2 separate regions of the Sus scrofa genome follow, and region 2 is linked to region 1. Evidence: chromatin contacts called from public Hi-C data. All regions are on one chromosome and are shown on one strand. Each heading gives the region's core, a stretch centred on a gene start, on an enhancer-like site or on the middle of the called end of the contact. The rest is flanking DNA. Distances are from core to core; before and after follow the strand shown. Region 1 overlaps LOC100514494 (schwannomin-interacting protein 1). Region 2 overlaps LOC100514494 (schwannomin-interacting protein 1).

The links. A called contact is a pair of places that touch in the nucleus more often than the background predicts.
Region 2: a contact with region 1 is called in a Hi-C map of skeletal muscle, with 3 times the contacts expected there. The contact joins two enhancer-like sites. A contact is called at or near these places in 12 of 47 Hi-C or Micro-C datasets (alveolar macrophages, brain, embryonic fibroblasts and 7 more) and 1 of 2 datasets of contacts at active chromatin or transcription factors (skeletal muscle).

The regions. Positions count from the first base shown.
Region 1 is chr13:99,571,285-99,574,350 of Sscrofa11.1, forward strand. The region is part of intron 6 of LOC100514494 (schwannomin-interacting protein 1); the gene reads left to right. Among named protein-coding and RNA genes, the nearest start is that of IL12A, 160 kb to the right of the region's middle. Within about 2 kb of position 1,332, at least 7 of the 83 cell types and tissues checked have an H3K27ac peak or open chromatin away from gene starts, as enhancers often do. A contact at or near this core is called in fetal skeletal muscle and skeletal muscle, where this site is marked.
Region 2 is chr13:99,611,776-99,614,791 of Sscrofa11.1, forward strand. All of the region lies in intron 7 of LOC100514494 (schwannomin-interacting protein 1), which reads left to right. Among named protein-coding and RNA genes, the nearest start is that of IL12A, 120 kb to the right of the region's middle. Within about 2 kb of position 1,751, at least 34 of the 83 cell types and tissues checked have an H3K27ac peak or open chromatin away from gene starts, as enhancers often do. A contact at or near this core is called in fetal skeletal muscle and skeletal muscle, where this site is marked.

The DNA of each region.
Region 1 (3,066 bases), core at 82-2,581:
AGCCTACATTGGCTGGGTCGTAGGGGGTTTATTTCTCCAAGTCTAGTGGCCCTCATTTAGCATTTTTTTATATTAAAAACATAGAAGATCCAGATGGTTTTTTTCCCCTTATTTTGATGCCTTTTTTGCTGCTGCTAGAGGATTTATGTTCCTGGGCATGTCAACTTTCTGAGGCCTCAGTTTCAATATCTGGAAATAAAACAGTTTATCTGTTGAGGTCCCATCTAAATCTGAAACTCAGGGAGTTCCTATCGTGGCACAGTGGAAACAAATCCGACTAGGAACCATGAGGTTGCAGGTTCGATCCCTGGCCTTGCTCAGTGGGTTAAGGATCCGACGTTGCCATGAGCTGTGGTGTAGATCACAGATCCGGCTCAGATCTGGCGTTGTTGTGGCTGTGGTGTAGACCAGCAGCTGCAGCTCTGATTCGACCCCTAGCCTAGGAACCTACATAAGTCACAGGTGTGGCCCTAAAAAGGCACACGCACATGCACAAAAATCTGAAACCCAGTACTTTTTATGGGAAGAAGAGTTGTGAAGCTCTGAGAAGAAAAAAGAATCTGTATGCTTTGTAGGCATACTATTTCATCAATATTTTTTAGTCCAAAAATAACAAATGTTACTGTAACTTGGTAAATTATTCTAGCTAAAATGTTCTTGGAACAGCTGGTTTCTGTTTAAAGTTTTTTGTACTAGCAAATCATAATTTAAATTATAACACAAAGTCCTTTCCAATGAATGACTGTAAAGGAAAGCTTGCTTGATACAGTCCCCCCTTTTTTTTAATCCTGTTTATACCGCTTGAGAGGGTTTTTTGACAGGATTTGGGATACAATTGTCAGAAATCTGTTTTCCCCAGAGCCACCTATGAGTCACTTCCGCTATTTATGGAACAGCAACTGTGAAGAGTGGGATCATGTTTAGGCTTTTTTTTTTTTTTTTTTTTTTTTTTAACAACACATGATAAATGTCTTTAGGAGTTTATGTAATATATCCCAGAGCCTTTAGTTTGCAAAAGAGAACAGAGTCTAGGAAGCAACTTTTTAGGCTTTATACAGCCTGAAAGTGTGTTCTTGAGTCTTTAGGTCACAGATTGTCAAACTAGTAACTTGAGTAAAGTTTTAACAACCTTTGAAGTAAAGCTGTTTTGTCTTGGAGGGTTGGGATTATGCCTTCTTATTAGGCATAAGATTTCCGCATCTTATTTGCTACCTTGCAAAAGGAACTTTTACTTTGGTTTACTTTTTCTTTGCACATACTTAGGATTCCAGAGCCTTCATCTGGGCAGTGGTATAGCAAGGCACTCCACAAAGAAGCCTCTGTCCCTGTCTCTATCCTCTATGGATTACTCAGTAAGGAGGGGTGGAATTTGGGATGGGGATGTGTTGCATATTGTTTGCTTTTGCTAAACAGCTTCTGTCCTCTTTTCTTTATCCTCTGTTTAAGCAGATTCATGATCTAGTTCAGGCTTCTGCTTTGTTCATCAAGCTCTCGTTGCACCACCTGCCAACCAACAGGCCTAAAAAGTCTTGCACATGTTAGATGGCCTAGCTCCTCTCTTCCAAGGAGAAGGGCCATGAGCTTTGCAGGATGCATGTCCAGAGCGCTTTTCCTTTGAACCTCGTGGACCAGTGCTGAAATACAAGCCTGTGGGGTCATCAGCTGGGCCTTCCCTGCTCCTTTTTCACTGTTGTAACCAGGGAGCTGAAGCCAGGCTTATGAGTGTGTTTCTGGAGTTGAACTCAGGTAGCCAACTTTTCTCCCATCGGAATCTCAAGTCATGAAAATTAAGAATATTTAGAAAAAAATAGGCTTTTCTCTTTCCAAGCAAGAGACGTTGTTAGAAAATTTAAAATATATTACCAAATAATCCTAACACAAACTCTCAGCATTTCTTAAGATTGAGCTTGATAGGAAAACTTGTTGAACATGTTGATTCCATTCATCAAGCAAAAAGTACTTTTTTTCCTCTCTCTGTAGCAAATGATGACTTTGCAGTTATTAATAAGATTTGGATATATTAAAATAGCGGAAGAATAATATCTCTATTGAATTTTTTTAATTTGATGGGTTAAATTCAGTCAAGATTTTATTGAGTAACATTTCCTCAGCGTCATTTTATTAAGAAAGGACAAAATGAGTTGCCTATGGCAACTGAGGAATATACATAAGGAAATTTAATTGTGTTCATTTTAAAATTTTTCTATCATTAAATTAGCTCCAAAAATATAGGCCTAGTTGTTCTCCTTTATATATATAAAAACCTAGAATGGCTCTGAAGTATTTCAGAAATCGGCTTCTCTTTTTCCCGGAAACGTGTATGGTCCAGCTTGTATGTCTTTCGATTACTCTCTGCAAGTCCAGAATCCTCTCCATTACTGTCTCTTAGGTGGAATGCTCTGTCTCTAGGATCATATGTCCTAAATTGGGGGAGTCTATATATTCAAGTCACAGCATGATATGTGGTCTTACTTTCAAAAAAACTTGCAGGTTAGTTTCATTTTCATGGAAATAGTGAATTATACTTACTTTAATACTTTAATAAGCTCTCTCCATAAAAAATTATAGGAATGATTATTTCATCTTATTTCTGTTTGACTCAAAAAGCCACTAAGAGCCAAAAATAAGAGGGAAGTCAAACGAATTACAAAATACTATTTTTTTAAAGAGTAAAGACCCCTCCTTTTAGTCATAAAGTTAACAAACGCTTTAAGCACTCAACACAGAGAACGTCTCTTACGTGTCCATATTCAGAATGGATTGTTTTCCCTTTCACACGTTAAAAGTTCTGAAATGATCCTTAAGGCCTCTCTTTCCATAAGCACTATATGCAAGCAGCATCTGTGGGCAGGAAGGATGATGCGGGAGGTTAGAAACGTTCAACTGCAACATTGATTTGTGTCTGTCTCTCTCTCTCCCTCACTGGCCTTTTTCCCTTTAATGAGGACTAGAATGTTTCCACATCAGTTAACTGCCTTCATAAAGCACCAGAAGGTCACACCAGCCCAGACTGATCCTTTTCTTTGTGCCTATAATATAATTGGCTGATTGTGCCAGTGATGAGCG
Region 2 (3,016 bases), core at 501-3,000, 41 kb after region 1:
AGAGTGATTCAGTTATATATATATATATATATATATGTACATATTTTTAATATTCTTTTCCATTATGGTTTATCATAGGCAATAGAATATAGTTTGCTCTGCTCCACAAACAGGACCTTGTTGTTTATCCATTCTGTATATAATGGTTTGCATCTGCTAATCCCAACCTCCCATTCCATCCTTCCCCCTCTCCCTTGGCAACCACAAGTCTGTCCTTTGTGTCTGTGAGCAAATGACCACAAATTAGGGTCACAAATTAGGGTGACCCAAACCCGAACCCGAACCCTAACCCTAATTTGTGGTCACAAATTAAATCATGAAACAGAAGTCTTTGAGATAAAGTTTACGAAAGGACCAAGCCTAAATGGGAGACCCAACGGTTTTTTAAACATGAACGTTAAAAAAGTGATGGGAGTTCCTGTCGTGGCTCAGTGGTTAATGAATCCGACTAGGAAACATGAGGTTGTGGGTTCGATCCCTGGCCTTGCTCAGTGGGTTAAGGACCTGGCGTTGCCATGAGCTGTGGTGTAGGTTGCAGACACGGCTCGGATCCTGCGTTGCTGTGGCTCTGGTGCAGGCCGGCAGCTACAGCTCCGATTAGACCCCTAGCCTGGGAACCTCCATATGCCGTGAGAGCGGCCCCAGAAATGGCAAAAAGACAAAAAAAAAAAAAAAAAAAAAGTGATGAAAGCAGTGGTTCAGTGTTCAAGAGAGTAAAAGAATTTGCAATTAAGATTTTCACCAAATCCAACCATACCCCTCAAAAATATCCACAGGCAGAGAGTCTTCAACTGCCATATCTTTTTTCTTTCCTTTTTTTTTTTTTTTTTTTTTTTGCTTTTTAGGGCCGCACCTGCGACATATGGAAGTTCCCAGGCTAGGGGTCAAATGAGAGCTGTAGCTGCTGGCTTACACCACAGCCATAGCAACTCGGGATCTGAGCCGCATCTGCTACCTACACCACAGCTTATGGCAATGCTGAATCCCCGACCCACTGAACGAGGCCAGGGATCTAACCTGCATCCTAATAGATACTAGTCAGATTCATTTCCACTACGCCACGACAGGAACTCCCTTCACCTGCTCTATCTTTACCCCAGCTTCATGGACTTTGTCACAGGTCCAGGAGAGGATAAGCCGAACTTCAGCTCCCGCAGCTAAAACTCATCAGCAGGTCAGGCAGATACAAGTTTAAACTCTGGTGCTGAGCAGAATAAATAGGAAGATTGGCCTTGAACACACAGTGAAAAGTATATCAGTTGCTTTGGAGTCTATTATCTGTACAGATCTGAAAAGGAGAATGGGATTGAAACTGGGCTGGGGGATGTCAGCAGTTGAATCAGAGAGTCCATCCACAGAAATGTTCACTTAAAAGGAAATATGTTTCTTACTGCCCTCTAAAAGGCTCTCCCACCCCCAACCCCCTGCCAAAAACGAAAGCCCAGCCTGACTCATGTGTGAGTCATGGTCCCTGCATAGACGCCATCTGAGTCAGACACGCAGCCACCCTCTCCTAGCTGTCAAACATTTAGTCCTACTCACCTTTCTCCAACGCACCAGCGCTAATCAATTCGCCAATTTTCTCTCCTTTTCCTTTTTTCATTTCTGCTAAATGCCTACACACAGCAACTCAGAGGCACTCAAAAGAAAAAAACTCAGAAACAGCTGAATTTCTTCCACCAAAAAATACCTAGGTATATTTCCTGCCACTTTTTCTGTACAGATATACCCACATTCTTGTTTACAGAGTTGGAGTCATGCTATACCTGTTGTTCTATAGCTTGGTTTTTGTTTTCGTTTTTGACTTAATACTATGTCAGGAACATTTGCCCGTATTCATAACTGTTCCATTGTATATATTTTTACTATATGTATAGTGGCCCATCATATATTTCAGCAAATGTACTTAATCTATCTCATTGTTAGAATTTGGGGTTGTTTCCAGTTTTTTGTTTTCTTTTTGTTTTGCTTTTTTTCCCCTCATCTTTTCATTCTTCCATTCATGAATTTATTCTATCCTTCTTAAAGTGCCCTGGCTTCTCACCACACTCTCTTAGAATAAAATGCCAGCTTTGGAGTTCCCGTCGTGGCGCAGTGGTTAACGAATCCGACTAGGAACCAGGAGGTTGCAGGTTCAGTCCCTGCCCTTGCTCAGTGGGTTAATGATCCGGCGTTGCCATGAGCTGTGGTGTAGGTTGCAGACGCTGCTCAGATCCCGCGTTGCTGTGGCTCTGATGTAGGCTGGTGGCTACTACAGCTCCGATTCGACCCCTAGCCTGGGAACCTCCAGCGGCCCAAGAAATAGCAAAAAAAGTTAAATAAATAAATAAAATTATTAAAAGAAAAAAAAAATGCCAGCTTTGTGACCTTGTGTAATTTAGCCTCTGATCCTTAGTTTTCTCACATGTAAAATTTCTCTTAGTTCTCTCACATAATACTTACTTTATGTGTGTCTGTGAATTAGAGATAATATATATAAAGTGCCTACAACATAGTAGATGTTCAAAAAGGGTAACTTTTTATTTCAGAATGTAGATTGCCTAGGAATGTAGATTGCTTTAAAATGAAAGTAGACCACATTAGACCCTAACCCTAACTTTTATTCCATCGTTATTCTAGTATCAGAAGAGGCCTCATTCTGATACTTTCATGCCAAAAGTATTTCTGGTGAAAATGCATTTTTTAACATTAAGATCCGATGATTCCAAATTTAATTGTATGTAAGTGGCCATTAGTGAAGAAACTGGACACTGATGTGGAATTAGAACCAGCAGCTGTCTGAGGAATGCAAGTATTTATAGCTCCCTGGAGAACTGGGTCGGGCTACAGGGGCTGCTGCTTCACCAGAGAAAAGCTGGTGAGTGCTAGTCCGCTGTTCTGTCTGTTTCTTAAGTAGTGGGAGATTCTGTGGCCCTGTGGAGTTGGATGCCTGCCAGCCCGCCTATGAATGTGTACAGATGAAGGCCCAGAACTACCGAGCCTTAGAAAAGGGAGCAGAAAAAAAGGATATGCAGGA